Regions from separate parts of the Delphinus delphis genome. Here region 2 is linked to region 1. Evidence: chromatin contacts called from public Hi-C data. All regions are on one chromosome and are shown on one strand. The core of a region is the stretch at or near the end of the contact, and the rest is flanking DNA. Distances in the headings are between cores, read along the strand shown.

Region 1 (4,397 bases), core at 1,026-3,525:
GCCCTTGCACCGCTTCTTGAGGACGCCCTTGGTCTTGAAGCCCAGGGCTGGCTGCTGCAGGCCGAGTACCAGGCGCGCGGAGAGGAGCGCGGCTGCCGGGCTGGGGGGCGCACCGACCTGACGGCAGGCGCGCGGGTGGCACGGCGCGAGAGAGGAGAGCGGGAGGCCACCCAGGTGCAGCAGGGGGCCCACGGCGGAAACCACTTTCCTTAGGAGAGCGGTGGCCATGTCGCGGCTGGATCTAGGGAGAAAGAGGAAAAGTTGTCACAGCTGCCGGTGGCTCCTGCCCCCGAGAAAACCTCCTTCCCCACGTCCCTGCCCTCGGGACACAGGCCGCGGGTCCGGGAATCTGCGCGACCCCCGGGAGGGCACGAGAGCGGCGAGCGGCACCGTGTCTCCGCCCGGCGCCGAGACCCCCACCCGGCCGCCGGGGCCAGACGAGGCCCGCGTCCACGTGACCCCGTGGCGGCCGGGCCGCGGGCTGGAGCAGAGGGCACGAGGTCCGGAACGGTGCCCGGCTAGAAGGGATCACCCGTGCGGCCGCTTCCCACCGCAGTGACCTCCGCCCGCGTCCCACCCGGGCAAGCCGAGGCCAGGGGTCCCCGGAACGCGCCCTTCCTGAGCCCGGAACTCCCGCCGCCTCCCCTGCCCCTCGGGACCCCCGGAACACCCCACGACCCCTACCTGCAAAGAGTGAGTCCGGGCCCGCCCGCAGCCCGCCTCGCCAGCCCCTGCGCCTGCGCCCTCGGCAGCGCCTGCGCAGTGGGGCGGAGATGCCGTCGTCCGGAGTGTCCGCCAGGAAGGAAGATGGCAGCAGGGTCACGTGGCGGTCCCCTCGGGGCTGGGCGCAGAGGCGGAGCCACGGGGGTGCGGGAGTCGCGGAGCGCCGGGTTCCTCCCCGGCTGCTTGCCTTTCCCCTCCCCGGTCCCCTGCATACCCAGCCCGCCCCCCACTCCCGGGACCCTGCGCCCTCCTCCCGGGACTCCCCCAGCCCTGTGGGCCACCGGGCGGCTAAGGTTTGGGGGGCGCTCCCGGGGGCGGGGGAGGGATGAAAAATGGGAACAAAAGTAGGTATTTTGAATGAAAAAGAAGTCACAACCAAGTAGACTTTTTAAAAAGCTGATAAATATCAATGTCAAAACAAAATCTAGAAAAACCTCATGTTTGTATTAAGTGGACATCCTGGGAGAAATGTGGCGAGGCTCAGGGGAACGCATGGAAATAGGCCCTGGTTCTAACTGACTGCAGTTAAATTTATTTCCTCCAACATACTTTCAAACACAGAGAAAAGTTAAAAGACACTGATGGCGAACACCCACGTACGTACCCACTGCCCAGATTCCACAGTGAAATCGCCACGCATGTCTTTCCAGGCTGTGTCTGCGTGGACACAACTACTTTCCACGCACACGAAGGTGAGCTGCACACGGGGTGCACCTGCGCGCCGCCCTGGCACCGCACGCGCACCCCTGACCCGGCTGCAAGCTGTGGCCCCTGCCCAGGTGAGCTCGGGCCTGCCTCTGAGCATGCGTCCGTGGACACCTTTCCGATCCGGGAGGTATTCTGGGCACTGTCGCCTCTCATCGCCACACCGCCCTGGAGTCCAGGCTGTGGGTGCCCTCAGCTCCTGGGCAGTGGGATGCGCGACTCCACCCCAGCTCTGGGACTGCTCCCTGTGCCCACCGCCCTCGCCCATCGGGGGCTGGCCGTGAGCTGACCATCCCGACGGGTCTCTGCACAGGCCGTTTGGAGGACGCCATGAGGGGCAGGAGAGAAGCAGGGCCGGGACCGCGAGGTGTGCTCCAGAGCAGCGGGCCTTTCGGGGCTAACCTGCATGAGGGATGCCATCGGCTGCGCTTTACTGGCAGTTTCATTGGGCTCTGCTGCAGAAACCCCAGAACCACAAAGAAATGCGCTCTGTCCAACATGATGTACTTCCAGTTTCCTCTAAGCAAGGACTCATCTCCAACATTCACAACATTCAACATGTAACTCCCCATGATTATCCGTAACCATCGAAGGTAAGCACTGCATCTTCCGTTTCCATCCTCCCCTGCCCTGCCCCTTGTAAGTGGAGCATCACTAAGTGCTAAGGTTGCGCGGAGCGTCCCCCCTTATCCGGGCTGAGCCCCCGCCCGCCGCTGCACCAGCCGGCCGCACCTGCCTGACCGCACCGCGCGTGCGCGCCTCACCGGGCGAGGTAAATCCGGGCCGAGGTTGTGTGTGGGGGGGGGGGGGGGCGCGGACGCCGTGCGCATGCGTCGGCGCTCGGCGCGTCGGTGCGCGGAGTCGAAGGTCAGCCTGAAAGATGGCGGCGGCGGTGACCTTCCTCAGGTTGCTGGGCAGGGGGGGCGCGGCGGCGCGGAGCCTGCCCGGGGCCGCCAGGTGCTTCGGGGTGCAGACCTCGCCGACCGGGGAGAAGGTCACGCACACCGGCCAGGTAACGCCTGCGGCGCGGAGAGCGCCCTCCCCCTCGGGGCGCCCAGGTGGGCGGAGCCCCGGCTCGGCCCCCGTGTCCCCGGGGCCCAGCGCCCCGCTGCCCCCTGTGCCCCAAGCTCAGTGCCCGTGGTCCAGTCGCCCAGCACCCCGGTCCCTCCTCTTCCCCCGGCCCAGCACCCGGGTCCCACGGTCCAGTCCCTCGGGGCCCCGAGCCCCGCACCCGCAGTCCAGTCCCCCAGTCCCCCTGACGCCCCAGACCCAGCGCCTGCGGTGCCGTCCTCGGTCTCCCCCTCCGTCCGGGGCCCCGGGCCCACTACCCGCAGGGGTACCGAGGGGCTGTCTGCAGCCACTGTGGTCTCATCCTCGCAGCGAACTCGGATCCAAGACTGTTATCCCGGGGTAGCCCCTTGGTTACTGTGGGGAGCCCTCCGGTGGAGTCAGCAATGACCAGTTCTGTGCGTCCGATCTCCTCGTGTTTGTGTAATGTTGAATACCACATTGTAGTAACTCTCGAGTTACTGAAATACAAACACGGCGTTAGGCTGTGATCCGCAGCCCAAAGATGAGGGAGTGAGTACCTGTGTTGTTAGAAAAGGCCACGGAGCAGGTTCAGAGAGGAGGGGAGCTCCGGGGCCTCCGAGGTCGAAGGCGGGTGTCCCCCTCCGCCAGGACTGCGCTCCTCTGCTCCTTCCCTACCTTTTGCTACTTCCAGTTCAGACTCCTGCCTGATGTCCCGTTAGGAATCCTGCTGAAAAACGCCCCTGGGTGCGCAACTACACGGACTCGCGGTGTGTGTGATCGTGAATGGCCTGAACGTTAAGAAAACACTTTTCCTGAAGCGTTTATGATTGGTGTAAGATACAGCATCGGGCCGTAAAAAATCACATACCGTCTTTTTCTTTTCAGGTTTATGGCGATAAAGACTACAGGAAAGTTCGATTTGTAGGTCGTCAGAAAGAGGTGAGTGAAAGGTCTAGCAAAAGAGAGGTGAGCTTTCTAAAACTTTTTATAACGGAGAAGAAATAAATACTAATCTGTAAAATTTAAGTAAATTCTCCCCAGATTGTGAGCACTCTAGAATCTCTGGAATTCTCCATTTCTTCTGCGTGTTAAACATGTCTAGTTCTGTTTTGCTTTTTCCCCCTGAGACATGTAACACGACATCTCGTGAGTATAGTTTTAGCTTACGTGTAAATGGGCGTGACCTTTTCTTTCACTTCTGTGCCTTATACTTGCCAGACTCTCAGGTTAAAGCAGAGTCACATCAATGTTTTAAAATTACTCTTTCAGTCGCTTTTTGGAGTATGTTTTCTGTGGTTCACAGCGTATAGATTAGGCTGGTTCTTTCAGGGACTTTTTTTTTTTTTTTTTGCGGTACTCGGGCCTCTCACTGCTGTGGCCTCTCCCGTTGCGGAGCACAGGCTCCGGACGCGCAAGCTCAGCGGCCATGGCTCACGGGCCCAGCCGCTCCGCGGCATGTGGGATCTTCCCGGACCGGGGCACGAACCCGTGTCCCCTGCATCGGCAGGTGGACTCTAAACCACTGCGCCACCAGGGAAGCCCTTTCAGGGACTTTTGAAGACAGCACATGGGTGGGTCTTCCCTGAGTGGGTCTGAAACACCAGTGCAACCGCTGGACACTGGAATCCTTTCGCCTCGGTGGCCTGCGTTCTTCCCACTTCCTCTCTCCCGTGCCTGCCACCTCAGAGGGAGTCCTCACCGCCCTGGCTCAGGCCTCCCTCCACCCCTCCCCAGCAGTCACCTGGCGTCACTTCTCCCCTTCAGGCAGCCTGTTGATTCTTCCTGCCACCCTCAGCTGTCCCTAAGTCGCATCTCCCCTCCCTTTGACCTTGGTTACGTTGTCCATCCCCAGGGTCTGGTTTCCTACCTCCCACTTTGAGGGTGTCGTGGGGCGAGGAGTCTGGCCCCCTGGATGGAGCAGTTCCAGCAGGTGCGTC
Region 2 (4,397 bases), core at 1,028-3,527, 290 kb before region 1:
AAAAAACAAAAATCACTGAACTACTTAAACTGCACGTCACTAATTCGACATAAACTTATCTGCAAACCCATGAGAAGTTACTGAGCTGAAAACGTATGTGCCCGTAACATCTGATCGCCTCACTTCCCAGCAGTCAGCCCAGCGCCAGACGCAAACCGTACGCGCACACACGTGTGTGTGAACTACAAGGGGCTCAGCAGGTTTCCTTCAGCCGGCTCCGCTCACCTGCGTGGCAGATTCCCCAGTGAGCAGGTTCACCTCTTCCGGTTTGGGGACCATGTAGGTGGTCAGCGGGCTCACCAGGTGCACCTGCTTCCCGTCGTGCCAGGGCAGGACGCCGGCGTGATGGACAAAGATGTAGGCATACAGCGTCCCGTTGTTCCTGGTTTTCTTTGGAACAGAAACATTGACTGTCCTGCAACAAAACAAATGATGATTTCAATCACGTACACATTACGTTGTGTGTGCACAGAGTGGAGACTATGCAAATATTTCTACAAAAAATGTTGTTTCAAACCCAGACCAACTAATTTTAGCTGAGAAATACTAAAAACGGAACCCAGCGACCTGGATGTTCCTGAAGTCCTGAGTGCGCACATTTATGGAACACGCCCTGCAAGCACGGCAGCTGCCCAAAAGCTGAAAGGCCTGCATTCCGGGCGCTGAGGTCACAGGCTAAGGGGGCCAACACCAAACGTGTGTGCCCCGCCCCCTGCCCCGCCCCCGCAGCGGCAAGAGGATGTGTATCCCGCAAGACACCACGCACCCCGGTGCTCACTCTGACGCCTCCCAGACAGCCAAGAGGGAAGAGGAGAACTTGTGACAAACACATGATCTTTAAAATTAAACTTGCTAGAATTTAAGAAACTAAAACCATAGCTTAAATACAGCTTCAAAAAGCCACTCTACAGACGTCAACGTTTATATTGCTTGCTCTGTTGCAAAGTTACATTTCACTTAATTACGATTTTCTGCTAAATTCTTTCCTCCGTCCCCTTCCCTTTTCCCTTCTAGACGACATAACTGAACCACTTCTGCCAGGAAAACGCAAGTTGTTCTCTGTGGGAAACTGCGTGTGTAAGCTCTGTTCCCCACGTAGTCCCCACCATAATCCCCACTCCTCTGGAAGCTCCCCAGGGCCGCACCGTATCCCACAGCTGTCAGACGCTGGGTAAGCTACTTCCTAAAGGACAAACTCGGCGTCTGCTACTTTCAAGTGAAAAAGTTTGCTTGTGTGCGTATCACACACACCTGCAATGAAAACGTTCTACCGTGCACGAGATGGCTGGTGCCGCTGCTTCTCCGTGGTACCCTCCTCACGTGCAGAACGCTGACCTGTCAACAATCTCAACGTCAATGATGCCTGCCTGTCACCCTGTCCACAACCATACCTTTCAAATTTGGACTCCACGTCAAAGTCCTCCACGTTCAAGACCAGGTCCACGTTGTTCTCGGCACCCAGGTTGGACCGTGTGGCGGTGTACACGCTGAGCTGGAAAGGACGTCAAGAAAGTCAGCTGGGCAAGGCCCCTGGCAGAAAGCACACAGAGACCTGACCAGCCACACAGGGAAAGGTGCATCTTAACTCCGCAAGGGACACAACTCCGCCCGGTGACAGGACGTTCCGGGACGCGCCTGCTGCAAAGGAACAACCTGCTAAAGTGTGTGGCTGCCTGATGAACGGGGCAGGGGTACAGGGACTCTGGACGCCATGTGATGGGGTGAAGAGGGTCACGGGGGCCAGCGTGCGGGGTCAGGAGCTTTACGATTCGGGGGCGGGGAGGAGAGAACTCTGCCCAGACCCGGTCAGGTTCAGGTGCGAAGGGCCCGGCCCCGCCCAGCCCGAGATCAGAGGTCAGGTGCGAAGGCCGGCGCTCACCTGCAGCTTGGGCCTCCGCGCCAGGTAGGGCTGGATGCAGTTGCCGTCGCCGGCGCACGGGCGGGTGTAGACGATGCCATACATGACCCAGCAGGTGTGCACCACGTACACCACGAACACGCCCACGACCAGGCTGGTGAAGGAGCTGCGGCCGCTCCACATGGCGCCGCCGCCGCCGCCGCCGCCCGGCCCGGCCCGCCTCGCAGCCGCGGGCCCCGCCGCCCGCCCTTCCGGCGCCCTGCCGGCCGCTCCGGCCGCCGCCGCTCACGCGAGAGCCGCTGCGCGCCGCCGCCACCGCCGGGGAAAGAACGCGCTGCGCGCCGCGGGCCGCCAGCCGCCCCGCATGCTCCCGCCGCCGCCGCCGCCGCCGACCTGTCGCTGCGGGATTCGCCGGTGCGCCGCTTCCGGGCCCGCGCCGCCCGCCGGAAGTGGGCGCGCCGCGCGGCCCCCTGGGAAGCGTAGTCCTGCCGCCGCCGCGCACGCGCGCACGCCTGCGTGAGTGGCGCGACGCTATCGTCACCCGCCTGCGCCGTCCTCCCGGCGTACCCCGCGGGGTCCGGGCGCTGGCAATTCGGCGGGTCCCAGGGCACCTATGGGGCGGGGGCGTCGGGAGGGCCGGGGCGCAGGACTCTCCAACGCCGCCACCACCGGAGAAGCGGGAGGGACCCTCGCACCCGGGCCAAACGGCGGGGCGGCGTGTGAACGCGGAGGAGCCGGGCCTGAGACGCGGCGGGGGTGTGCGCTGTTCTCAGCCTTTCTGAGTCTGGCGTTATGTCAACGTGAAAAATGGAAGAGAAAAGAAATAGACTCACTAAAGTCAGCGACCCTTTCGTGTTGATTTCCGTCGTCTTTAAATATGAACCCCCAGAGGGGCGCCTTTGAAGAAAAACACAGCATTTCTAAATGAAGGGCCGAGGCCCTTGTCAACGAAAGTAATCGATAAACAATCTATAACAATAGAAAAGAGTTTTATTTGAGCCAAGCTGAGGACTAGCCCAGAAGCCCGCTTACCAGGTTTCCCCGAGAAACTGCTCCGGATAAGCATGATTTTCGGCACAGTTTTATATTTCGTCAGAACAAAGAACATTAAACAAGTCAGATAACATTTCTTCAAGGTTTTAATAAAGAGAACAGATCAGCACGTAAACAGCGAATCAGTATGGCCTTGGCGCCTGGGAAGGGCTTCTTATCAAAGGAGGACCAGCATTGGCGTCCCAGGAAGAGCGCCATTTAATCTTTTTTTTTTAACATGGACATTCTTTACTTCTGGTCAATGTGTCCTTTTTTTCTAATAATTAAAGCAGATGTACAATGTATGTCTCATAGGCCACAAACAGGCTATTTTAGTTAGCATCAAATTCAAGTTAATTCATATATAAGCCAGAACGACTTCCCTATATCTCAATACGTGAACAGTTTTTTTTTCTTTTTTCTTTTTTTCTTTTAAATCACCCTCCAGTGCCTCCCAGGAGCCGAGGCTGCTGAGGGCTGGACCGGATCCTCAGTAGCTCCCCTTAGGGCCAGCCCCCCCGCCCGCTAGAGGGAGAGCTCAGCTGGGGCTCCAGGGAGTGAGGGAACTCATTCCCCCTGTCCAGGCTGTTGAAAGCTGCCCAGTTGGCCCCTGGAAGGGCACGTGCTCTTCCTGTTTGCATTAAAGAGTCCGTGGAATCAGGACCTTTGATTCATTGGAGCCTCCCATGCCCAGTGGCCGGCCCTCTGTGATGGAGAATGCGCCATCCTCATTCGCATTCACATCCACTTCTCTTTTCCTTCTGTCTCACAATCAAAAACATTGCTAAGCGTTTATAGAAACAGTAGATGCTGTTAAAGACCCAATAAATTGCTCAGGGCTTCAGAGAAGGGGGTGGGGGCTCGCTGAGTAGATGGGAGGGTGATTTGCTGCTGCAGAGACGGTGGAGGGATGGAGGCCTCCCAGGAGCAAGGCATCAGGGGCGGAGTGCCGCGGTGGCTCTGGGTCACCCCCCTGGGATATGGGTCAGAGACTTAGGGGCATCGGAGACTTTTCCCTGCCTCTTGCACCCTCACGTACTCACCCTCCCCTGTAGCATCTTCTTGTGGCCATGTTGGCTTCCGCCATTGGAATAGCATGTAGCTGGACCCCCGTCTCCACCTTCCCCTCCCGCCTGCTCCCTGTTCAGCACACCTGCCCTCCTGTTGGAAACCCTTTGCTGACTCCTGTCACCCTGAGTATAAAATCCATCCTCCGTAGCAGGCTTACCAGCCCTTTGCCCTCAGCTGTCGTGCGCTGTGCTCCTGCCACACTTGGGGAGCACCTTCAGGGCTGGGCTGCCCTACACCCTGCAGCTTTGCCCTCGGTGCTCTACTCTGTGCAGCGGAGGAAGGCATGCTATAGGCCTCTTAGTCTGCAGGGAACAAAGGCCACCTCCAGTTTTGTGAGCCTACAAGGGGATGGGTGTGGTACCCAGGGCAGGGCATCTCATGGCATCCAGAGGCCAGGATACAGCCGGCCTTCAGCGGGGGGGCTCTAGGATGCAGC

Evidence for each region. Hi-C and Micro-C count contacts between places; a contact is called where the count stands out from the background.
Region 2: a Hi-C map of lung shows a contact between it and region 1, with 10 times the contacts expected there. The contact joins the promoter of CLPTM1L here to the promoter of NDUFS6 in region 1. A contact is called at or near these places in 2 of 3 Hi-C or Micro-C datasets (lung and muscle).

Annotation. Positions count from the first base shown.
Region 1 is chr3:171,791,729-171,796,125 of mDelDel1.2, reverse strand. It overlaps NDUFS6 (NADH:ubiquinone oxidoreductase subunit S6), which reads left to right and starts at 2,275. Exons shown (of 4, transcript XM_060009692.1): 1 at 2,275-2,440; 2 at 3,346-3,399. The coding sequence starts at 2,309. It overlaps MRPL36 (mitochondrial ribosomal protein L36), which reads right to left and starts at 3,140. Exons shown (of 2, transcript XM_060009690.2): 1 at 2,769-3,140; 2 at 1-241. The coding sequence starts at 2,938.
Region 2 is chr3:172,079,804-172,084,200 of mDelDel1.2, reverse strand. CLPTM1L (CLPTM1 like) reads right to left here and starts at 2,277. Exons shown (of 17, transcript XR_009519031.1): 1 at 1,880-2,277; 2 at 1,392-1,492; 3 at 226-415.